Regions from separate parts of the Mus musculus genome. Here region 1 is linked to region 2. A link is a contact called in public HiChIP or PLAC-seq data. All regions are on one chromosome and are shown on one strand. Each heading gives the region's core, a stretch centred on a gene start, on an enhancer-like site or on the middle of the called end of the contact. The rest is flanking DNA. Distances are from core to core; before and after follow the strand shown.

Region 1 (5,703 bases), core at 1,629-4,128, 45 kb after region 2:
GTGTTTGGACTCAGACTTGCGACAAGGAAATGAGGTGTGTATTAACATACCAAAGTGTTCCTGGCCTCCAGCTTCTCCTAGTATCCCTCAGTCCCTACCTGTTCCATGGCATGTCTGGCATACCCTGCCCTCTGCTACCCCACTTCTCCCACATTTTCTTTCTCCCTGCATGCACAGGCTTTCTCTCTCGTCCCCTCTCTCCTTCCCCACAGTGACTTCCCTGGCCTTGTTCTTTGGGACCAGTGAACCTGTCTGAGAGTGGTTTCCCAATAAACCTGCCCTTATATATTCTAACTTGGCTTGAATTGGCTCATTTCACTGGTGGAGAATAATGTATCAGTATGTACATAATCATAAGTGGATATTAGTCATAAAGTACAGGATAACCATGCTATGAACCATAAACCAGGCAAATGTACAGTGAAAAACTAAACCAAAAAAGTCCCCAAACCATTATGACAGTGAACGTTTTGGTGTCAGTTTGCTAATTCTAAGCTTTTAACCCAGTTCCCTCCTTCCATCAACCCCACCAATGTCTAGTCCATTTCCTCTTCTCAGTGAGATCAATCACCCGCCTTGGGCCCTCCTTGTTACTTAGCTTTTGTTGAGTCTGTGGTTCATAGCCTGGCAATAAGCATTTGCACAGCATGCACAAGGCCCTGATTGATGCCCAGCACAGTATCCCCACCTTGAATAAACCTCACTCTTTTGTGTCCAGGTGTTTTCTTTCAATCTTCTTGTTCTCAGCAGTGAGCTGCCAGTTCTTAAGGCACTGTACTTTTCTGACCACTTGTGGGATGCACGGTTGTTGGGCCTCCCCTCAACCTATACGTAACACAGAACTTTGATAATTTCATCACTGAGCACAATACCTGGTATAGGTCTGTTCCTACATAACTGCTCTGTATAAATGAAGAGTACATTTAGCTTTCTGACTTCTGGGTGAGTCACTTTTTAAAATAGTTCTTGGAGTTCAGGGGGAGGTTAGTTCCCTCTTAGAGCAGTTGATTAGCAAGTGAGGTCCTATTCCTCCACTGCTTTGCAAACAATACCAAACATTCTTTTTTTTTTTCTTTTTCTTTTTTACTATGTAACCATCTCTAGTAAAGGTATGAGTAACAATATGAATCAAGTGTGGCTATCTTCATTTTGTTTCCAACTTTTCTATTAAACGTGACCTTTTAAAAAAATCATTCACTCATTTGTTCATTATTTATGTTTGTGTTGAGTATTTATTGAGCTTATGGGCCATAATGGCCATGTGGAAGTGAGCAGATAACTTGTTCTCCCCTTCCATTGTGGAGAACAGAATTCAGGTAACCAGGCTTGTCAGCTTGTGCCTTTATTCAGTCATCTTGAGTCATCTCCTGTGTCCCTAAAAGTAGAATCCTAAAGACAGACCGATATCCATGTTCACAACATTGTGTAGAATAGCAAATGACGAAAGTAGCCAGGGTGGTGAATGCATGTACTGACACATTATTCAGCTTTAAAGAGGGCACTCTGGACACATGCTACAACATGCACTGACAGCTCTGGAGTCTATTAGACTATGTGAAATGAACCAGTTATAAAAACACCAAGACTGGGCTGGAGAGATGGTTCAGCGGTTAAGAGCACTGACTGCTCTTCCAGAGGTCCTGAGTTCAATTCCTAGCAACCACATGGTGGCTCACAACCATCCATAATGAGACCTGATGCCCTATTTTGGTGTGTCTGAGACAGCTACAGTGTACTTACATATAATGAATAAATAAATCTTAAAAAAAATAAAAAGACCAAGACTATATGACTCCACTTTCAAAATACTCTCAGTATTTTAATCCATAGAAAGCAGAATGGTGGTAATCAGAGCTAAAGGTAAAGAGGAATTACAAATTAACAGGTGCATTTTTTGTATGACAAAAAGAAAGCAGAAGAGTGGCTACTTAACAATGTAAGTGCACTGAACTGTACAATAAAAACCAGCTACAACGTTTCTTTTGTTAATATGCACAAATTCCTTCCCATTGAACTTATCAAACTTTTCTTGGGTTTCTCTTTTCCTTTCCAGTTGACTACTCTCCACACATTGTTCTCCCAGCATACCACCCACTTCCGCTCGGCCCTTGACCCGGCGGTATTTCTTTCTAGAACGCGCTTCAGGGTTTTCCACCCACGGTTAGTAAACTTGCTTGCATTTACATCTTAAAGATGTTACTTTTTCTATATTCAATCACGAGTCCCGTCCTGCATGTGAATCCTATACCTTTTCTGCACCACACAGGTCTGTGATTGGCTTTATTGTTTTGGCTTGCCTTTCCAAGTCCGGAAGATCTGACGGCGTTATCACACATCTCCCAATACATACACATTCCCGCACAAAAGAGTCCCCATAAACACCCAGTCTTGACAGAGGAAGCCAATCCGACACTTTAAAAGTGATTTTCACCAGTGTACAACTGCAACACAAAAGCTCTCAAATCCAAACTGTTGGGTAGCACACGGGCGTAGAAGGACAAAACAGGGCGTCCTTAGGCTCCTTGAAAGTAGCGCTGCAATCTGCATAGCCCAAAAACCTCAGATATAACCTGAAGGCCACGCGGGACGCGAGGCGACGTTGTTGTGAAGGAACTTAGAAAAGAAACTGGCACACTCTCACACCAATCTCAGCAGCCTCCACCTCGCGCCCTGGCTCGCTAAAGCGCGAAGAACGGTTTAAAACCTGGGCTTCCGGTAGCAGCGCTTGTACGCATATTCAGGACAAGCCCAACGCGCTGTCAGCTACGGGAAGTCGCGGGGGCCAATTTCTTTCACTGAAGTCGCCCGGTAAATAGCGGGCACCCGTAACCCAGAAGTGAAAGATTGTTTAATTCAAGTATCAAACACCTCGACAATCAAAGGAAGTTCCGGCTGGAAGCGCTCCTGACTCCTCTCTAGCTCTTTTATCGCACAGCCTTCTCCTAGTCTTGCTCGAGTTTTGCTTCCTCTCCTTTAAAGGCTCTAAACATTCCTTAAATTCTCCTTGGTCACCTTTTTTTATTAAAGCACCTTTATGCTACGGGTCGCCATTCGGGTCAAAGGCAAAGGCGGCGGGACCTGAAACTTCATGCGGGCCCCAGCGCTGGGCGTTACCATAGAGAGGAAGCCACCTCTCTGGGCTGAGATTACAGTCTCTATGGTTCAGCCCGGCCGGTGGCGGTAAGAGGACACAGGGAGACCTCTCTGCGCAGGCGCATTTTGGTTTTTCATTTTTTTTTTTTTTTTTTTTAATCCCCGCACCAAGCGCTTAACCTCATTGGGGTGGAGGAGAAGGCGGTGGCTGTCCGGTCCGCAGCCGCAACAGTAGTGAATAATAGAACTGTAAGTACCGGGTTTAAGACGAAGAATGCTCAGAATGGAGTCCACTGGAGGGCCCTGCTTCTTTTCCGAGCGGCGGCGGGCGCAGGGTCCGGGTGGGGACGGTGTCCAGTGCTGTCAGCCGCTCTGGGGTGCACTTTTGGGGGAGGGGGCGGCCCTGGGATGGGATCTGGGTGAGGACCCAGGACGCGCGGCCTCCGGCTTCAGTTCTGATTGTAGGCTGCTTTGCAGAGGGGAGGTGGGGCGACTGTGGGGTCAAGCCTGGCTTTGTGTGACTGTCTCTTTCAGACCCCACCCCGGGGCCCCTTCCTGACCCGGAGTCTCCCCTGGCCGGCTTGGGAGACGCCAAAGCAGCCCCGGGATCTCTTTGAAAGGAACCGAGATTACACTGAGCGGGAAGGGGCTCCAGGAGAGAAAACCTCACTACAACTAATCATCGGCGAGTGATGGGTGTGGAGAAAGATTCAGAGGGAAGAAGGGGTTGTCGGGGAGGCAGGCCGGGCGGCCGGTGCCCCCAGCCTGGGCCAGACAAAAGCGGAGCAGCCGGGGCCCAGCGGGGTGCGGAAGGTCCCCTTGTCCCAGGAGGGCCCCTCATATAGGATCTTTGCGAAGCAGGGAAGAGCGGACAAGCGCTGAGTTAAGCCTGTGCAGCCTCTCCAACTTGCCTTTGTTGTTCTTCGGTATTGGCAGAGCCGCTCTGACGAAGATGAGTGTGTGATCTTGCACGTTGGTCTGGTTGGATACAATGGAGCGGATTGAATCTTGCTTTCCATTTTATGAGTTGCTTGGATGAGTGTGGGGTTTTCCAAAGTCAATCTCATTACATAATATATCTAGATTTTAAAAATAACTGTGTTTATTTCTTAAATTAAAAGAACAATTAGTTGGAGCCTTAAAGCATGTGTGTCGCATCCGGATGGATTTCTGTGCCGGGATCCGTTCATGAAACACTGACCTAATGGTGGAACCTGTGAGTTCTTTAAACCTGATACTTTAATTTGTGATGTGGCAATGAGCGCTTTGGACGCTCCAGTCCTTTGGGAGATAGTGATGTGGAAGGGTCAGGAGCGATGCCTTTGCATCTACCTTGTACCAGATTCAGGTGCCACAGGCTAGTATCAATTCTGGCCTTAGAGATGATAATTTTATTGTTATTCATGACATATATAGAACTCTTGTTATGAGGGATCCTAAACCGAATGGTCCGGTTTCTTATTCATGGAGTAGGAGCGAGAATGGCAACATTGATGCAGCGACGTAGAGATAGGGAAAATAACACAGCGCCCCAGAGAACTGAGTATTGTTTATCTTTTTTACTTGCTAAGAAAGACTTAAATTTTAATGAGCTGTTTGTTCATTCATCTTTGTAAAGTTGACTAATTGCACCCTTGTAGCAGTAAAACTCAAAATTTCAGTTTCTGTAAGTCACTGTTTATTATGGGCAACATGTAACTGTGTTAGTTTTTATTGTCAATGTGATACAACCTCCTTTCAACCTGAGAAGAGGGAGCTGTGACCTGGGAATTTCCCAGATTAGATTGGCCCGTGGCCATGTCTGTAAAAGCTTGTCTTTCTTGGCGGTTGAGGTGGAAGTGCTCAGCCCACTGTGGGCAGTACTCTCCCTAGGCAGTCCTGCCTGTATAAGAAAGCTAGCTGAGGCAGTCTGTTTTCTGTTTTCTTCTGCTTTTTTTTTTTTTTTTTTTTTTTATCTGAAGCCTTGAAACTCTCTGTCTTGCTATGAGGACTCCTTGTGTTTTGTGTGCCAACTTATGCTAATGAAAATTTGTTTGTAGGCTTCTGAATTCTGGCTCCATGTCAAAATTAGAGGAACATCTTACCTGGCAAGATGCTATCCCTGCTTTATGAGTTGTAGCTAGGGACAGGCTGCTCTGTGAGCAGATTTCCTGCCTGACTTCTTTGAATTTAATTACTCTCTTACCTCTTACGGATTCGGGACACATTTTCTCCCATGAAACTCTTATCACTGAAAGTTCAATCCCATGTGAACCAGTGATTTTAAATGTCAGAGGTTATATGTCCCAATATCATGCTCTGTGTGAAGAATATCTAGATTCACCCCTTCACTTCCCCATGAAAGTAGAGGATGGTAGAAGTTCATGTGGGGGAAATAGTGGATGAGAGGAGATCCAGCATCATCTCAAGTGTAGACTTTGGGGATCTAACTCTGATGTTGGTTGGGAACACTTGTTCCTTTGTTGGACTGTTTTTTTTTTTTCTGGTCTAAGTGGAGAAATGAGGTTGTAAATTTGGGTGATTAAGGCAGCCTTGATATCAACTGCACCACCCTTAAAAGTTGGATGAATGAATGCCTATGGATATAGCTTTTACTATTTCAATGTTTTA
Region 2 (5,455 bases), core at 1,754-4,253:
GTGACACATGCTGGGTTTTGTTTGTCTTTGTTTTTATTTGAGACCTAGTCTTGTGTAACCCAGACTGGCCTCCAACTCACTGTGTAGACAAAGATGTCCTTAGACCGCTGGTCTCCTTTTTTGGCCTCCTGAGTCCTGACATTACAGATGTACAGATGTGCAACACCACACCTGGCCTAGGACCATATAAGCAAACCAGTTTCTCTTTCTCTCTCTCTCTTCTCTCTCTCTCTCTCTCTCTCTCTCTCTCTCTCTCTCTCTCTCTCTCTCTCTCTCTCTCAACACACACACACACACACAGATTCTTATTAATACACTGAATAGGACCACTTCACCAGCTTCTCTGAACACTTGGAACACCTTCCAAAGCTGCTTGGTTCTTTTTCATCACCACAGGGAACTATAAACGCCAAAGAAATCTGAGCCAAGAGATGGAAAAAGCCTGACACCCTGGAGTCTCTTGGTCCTGCTATTCCCTTGACTTTTTGGTTATGTTCTTCCACCCCCTTGAAACTACTTTCAACTTAATTGCTGTCACAGGCAACCAAAAAATGTCCTATTAGAAGGTGTATAGGGGGCTGGAGAGATGGCTCAGTGGGTAAGAGCACTGCTCTTCTGAAGGTTCTGAGTTCAAATCCCAGCAACCACTTGGTGGCTCACAACCATCCATAATGAGATCTGACGCCCTCCTCTGGTGTGTCTAAAGACAGCTACAGTATACTTACATATAATAATAAATCTTTTTTTAAAGATTTATTTATTTATTATATGTAAGTACACTGTAGCTGTCTTCAGACACTCCAGAAGAGGGAGTCAGATCTTGTTACGGATGGTTGTGAGCCACCATATGGTTGCTGGGATTTGAACTCCAGACCTTCGGAAGAGCAGTGGGGTGCTCTTACCCACTGAGCCATCTCACCAACCCATAATAATAAATCTTAAAAAGAAAAAAAAAAGTTGTATAAACGGTTGCTGGACCATGGTGGCATATATATTTAATCCCAGCACTTGGGAGGCACAGGCAGGTGGATCTCTTGAGTTCAAGTCCAGCCTGGTCTGCAAAAAGAGTTTCAGCATGAGGGGCTATAGCGAAACCCTCTCTTGGGGGAAAAAAGAGTTGTATAAACTGATAACATGACCACTCTATAGTATGGCTCAGGGGAAAGTTTCTTTGGAGGTATGTAACAGGGAGAGAACGGCTAGAGGCATCTGGCATGGAGAAAAAAGAGCGGAGAAAGTAGACTGAACATGGCCAGTGGACTGGAGCTGACTGGCCAGGACTGACTGTGAGAGGGGAAAATAGCAGGGGAGAAAACAGAGAGAGAGAGAGAAGCAGGGCATAGAGAGAGGACTTGGCTGGAACAGCAGGATGATAAGGAGAATTTATAGCTGTGGGGAACGAAGCTCAAGAGCTGGAGTGAGTTTAGGGTGAGCAGGAGGTAAGGTGGGCTAGGACGCTGGCAAGGACATTGAAGTGAGTAGCAGGTACTTGTGATAGCAGCATGCGCTTTGATACGCTGATAAGCACCACGGGTCGCCATTTGTCCATGACAGAGATAAGGGAAATGACTCCTTTTGGTAAAGGGGACCTGAGCTTCACAAGTTCCCAAGGAGTACTGGCTTTTCTCTAGCCACCAGAAACCCTCTATGGTCAAGGCTGAGCACGGTTCTGAAGGTTTGGGCTGTCTTTGAAGTATATGGAATTAGAGTTTCCCTCAGACCTGTCAGAGGTCACAGATTTTACTGGGGATGGGGTGGGGTGAGCAATGTGTGGGAGGCTGAGATCTGTCAGAGGTCTTCCTCAACCACTTTCCATCTGTGTGTGTGTGTGTGTGTGTGTGTGTGTGTGTGTGTGTGTGCACCTGGGGGGAGGATGTCCTTTATCATTCTCTACCTACCTGTCTCACTTGTGACTATTTCTTACTGAACCTGGAATTCATGTTTTTCCAGCTAGGCTGGCAGCCAGCAGGCCCCATGTCTCTACTCCCACCCCCACTTCGCTGGAGTTATACGAAGTTATAGGTTATAGCCATGCCTAGCTTTTTACATATTACTAGGCGATAAGTCATTCTCCACCAACTAACAAGCCAAAACAAAGTCTATAAAGGCAGGTCCATTGGGAAGCTGTTCTCAGGCAGGATCATTGGTCCCAAGAACTGAGAATAGTAGTGTCACCATGGCAAGGGAGACAAAGCAGAGGGGTAAGAGAAAGAGGAAAAGAGTGTGTGTATGCAGGGAGAGGGAGAATACAGAGAGGAAGAGAGAGAAGAGAGATCAAAATGTCTTGGTTATATAGGGAAGAGTTTTGGGGGGGAGGGAAACCCCAACCCCTGGGCTGTAAGGTTTAGCATAGAGTGCCAGCTGGGTAGGCCGTCTATACCCTGTAACTTGTAGGGACTGAGTGATGCTGGGAGAACTTGAAGGTCAGGTCTGCTTTGGTTTGTAAAATATGCACCTCAGACACCTGGGGTCTAAATCCTAACACACAGCTCTTACTGAATGAACCCCCAGCTCCACAACACAAGGTTTTCAACCAGTAGATCTGCAACAACTGTAGGCTTAAGAATGTAAAGTCCAACCTAACACACAGTATTGAAAATTAAACTGTCATAGATGAACTCAAGAACAATGGGTACAAAGGCAGCAGGGGACTCTAGAACATTCTGAAAGTCAACCTAACGGGAAGTGGGAAACACACTCTAAGCCTTCTGTCTGGTAGGAGTTACAGCCTTTAAACAGCTTCCAGGAGGAAAGCAAGCACTTTCTGAAGTTGGGGTGGGGGAGGGGGAAGGGGTAGAGTTGGAGTAGGGGGTTGCCGGCACCTCCTTTGTTAGTAAACCACATGGCCAGCATACCACTGCCACCAGGGGGAGGATTTTCCTCCCTTGTGAATTATAAACACATCTTGCATAATTCAGCCCCTGGTCTGGTAGAACATTCCACACTGCTGCCTAGACGTCGGGGTGGGGGGTGGGGAAGACCAACAAATCACTAAGCAGGTATGTGTTGGTGAGGAATTCCCACCAAGCTGCAGGGACACTGGTCCTTTGGATCCACCTGGGTGCACTGGGTATAGGATTTCAATTAATTGCTCCAAGCAGTTGCTGCAGGGTCAGGAGGCAAGGGCTTTCTCTGATGTTAAAACAATCACTTATTTACCTGACCGGATTTTTAAGCAAACACCATGACCCCAGTGGCAATGTCCCTCTTTCTTTTCTCTTCCAAAAGCCTTGCTTTCAGATGATGGTGGTTGTGCAGGCCAGGATGGACTGCTCCATCAACAAAACAAACAGGTCAGGGGAGATGGCTTAGCCCAGTAAAGCATTTGCTGTGCAATCACGAGGAGCAGATCTCTATGTGCACATAAATGCTGGACTGGTGTGGTAATCCATCTGGAATCCCAGCAGCAGGAGGCAGACAAAGGAGGGTGGGAGCAAAGTGGCTAGTTTAGACCAGGTAAGCTCTGGGTTCAAGTGAGAGGTCCGGCCTCAATATAAAAGGTAGAGAGGCATCAAAGAAGATACATATGGCCAATTTTTGGTCTCCACATGCATGCACATGCATGGGCACACATACACACCTGCACATGTACACATGTGCACTGCTGATGAAATAAGACAATTCAAGTCAAATTAAAAGTTAAAAAAAAAAAAAAAGGCAAGTTCATTGGGAATGGACTGCCAGGTGAATTCACTAGCCTCAGGGGACTAGACCAGAAAAAGTGCAAGGCAAGACCCAAAGGCTGGTTTTTTTTTTATGGGTGGTGTTAGCCTTCCTTCTAGGTTCCGCCCAACAGTTACCTAGCAACTGCCAGGTAAGCCTAGCTTGCTATAAAAGGGGCTGCTTGGCCTCTCTTCTCTCTCTGCCCCTTTTCTCTCTCTTCACTCTCTCTCTCACCCCTTTCTTCCTCTCCCCACCACGTGTTCCTGTCTTGCCTCTTCTCTTTCTCTCTTTCTCCCCTCTTTCTCTGCCTCGACTCCCTTCTCAACCTCCCTTCTCATGCCCCCAAATAAACTCTATTCTATACTAGCCCTGTCTTATGGGTGGTACCTGGGAGGAGGAATGCCTCAGGATGGGCCCGCTAGGTACCCCCTCCCACTTACCAAATCTATCCTTGGTTCTACAAAACATATCAGATGGTAGGCAAAGGAAAATGATCTGTCAGCCATACACTGGCCTTAAGCCCAGTTATGGTCATCGAAGGGCAGGGGCCTGAGTGGCTCGTGACTCCAGGTGAAAGGGGTTGTGACAGCTGTCAGGAATGCAGAATTGGGCTTTTGTTACCTTTTTCTGTCCCCATGCTTTCATAGTGGCCCAGTTGGAGAGGGAGAAAAAATGGAATTTATGGGACCATGTGGGTGAAATGGAGTCTTTGCTTTTAACCCTGGGATGGATTCCAACATAAGACACCTGCACCAATATAAGAAGACATTTGGAGTAAGACTTCCATTTTGAGTCGGGGGTTTTTCTTAGTCAGGGTTTCTATTCCTGCACAGACATCACGACCAAGATGCAAGATGGGGAGGAAAGGGTTTATTCAGCTTACACTTCCACACTGCTGTTCATCAACAAAGGAAGTCAGGACTGGAACTCAAGCAGGTGAGGAAGCAGGAGCTGATGCAGAAGCCGTGGAGGGATGTTCTTTACTGGCTTGCTTCCCCTGGCTTGCTCAGCTTGCTTTCTTATAAAACCCAAGACTACCAGCCTAGGGATGGCATCACCCACAAGGGGCCCTCCCCCTTGATCACTAACTGAGAAAATGCCCCACAGCTGGATCTCATGGAGGCACTTCCCCAACTGAAGTTCCTTTCTCAGTGAAGCTCCTGTGTCAAGTTGACACACAAAACCAACCAGTACAGGGTTGAATAAAGTTTACATTTCCAAGACCTCCCAGGGAATTGACATCCTACTTGACACAAAGGTCATGTACATGGGTAACTGAAGTACTGATTGGCAAGTTAAGACATGAATGTTAGGCAAGGAAGCTGAATACCCCAACCAATGGGAACAGGGTAAGTGTACAGAAAAGACATCATTCTAAGGAAATCCCCTGTCCCTCAATCCTGATTGATTGGTGGAACTGGTTTGTAGATTTCAGGCTTAAAAGCTCTGTAGGATTCTGACTAAGGGTGGAAGTTCAGCTCCCAAGTCTGTCCTGCATCCCTGATCTATCAGTCTTGCGGATAGGGGAAGGGGGGTGTTTAAAAAAACAGCCCTGTTTGAGACCAGTGTCTGAGTGGTTTGTTCAGTGATTCCCAGACCCTAATAGTAGTGCACACCTGCAATCCTATCTCTTGGAAGGTAAGGAAGATGGATCAGGAGTTCAAGGTCATGTTTGTATTAGTCTGGACTCTTCAGATGAACTGAAGCAATAGAATCAATATATATCACAAAGTGGGGAGTTGTTAAGATTGGCTTACACAGGGCTGAAGATGGAGAGATGTCTCAGCAGTTA

The links. HiChIP or PLAC-seq counts read pairs in DNA pulled down with a chosen protein or histone mark.
Region 1: an H3K4me3 HiChIP or PLAC-seq map of embryonic limb bud shows a contact between it and region 2, with 2.2 times the contacts expected there. The contact joins the promoter of Clasp1 here to the enhancer-like site in region 2. A contact is called at or near these places in 1 of 15 datasets of contacts at CTCF or cohesin (the NIH/3T3 cell line), 23 of 484 Hi-C or Micro-C datasets (3T3-L1-derived adipocytes, the AML12 cell line, the G1E-ER4 cell line and 13 more), 9 of 115 datasets of contacts at active chromatin or transcription factors (the SCID.adh cell line, bone marrow-derived dendritic cells, bone marrow-derived macrophages and 4 more) and 4 of 9 other capture datasets (adipose tissue, embryonic stem cells, liver and 1 more).

The regions. Positions count from the first base shown.
Region 1 is chr1:118,386,180-118,391,882 of GRCm38.p6, forward strand. Clasp1 (CLIP associating protein 1) reads left to right here and starts at 2,879. Exons shown (of 43, transcript NM_001359328.1): 1 at 2,879-3,342.
Region 2 is chr1:118,340,903-118,346,357 of GRCm38.p6, forward strand. No RefSeq gene overlaps it. Among named protein-coding and RNA genes, the nearest start is that of Gm28867, 16 kb to the right of the region's middle. Within about 2 kb of position 3,004, at least 18 of the 459 cell types and tissues checked have an H3K27ac peak or open chromatin away from gene starts, as enhancers often do. A contact at or near this core is called in embryonic limb bud, where this site is marked.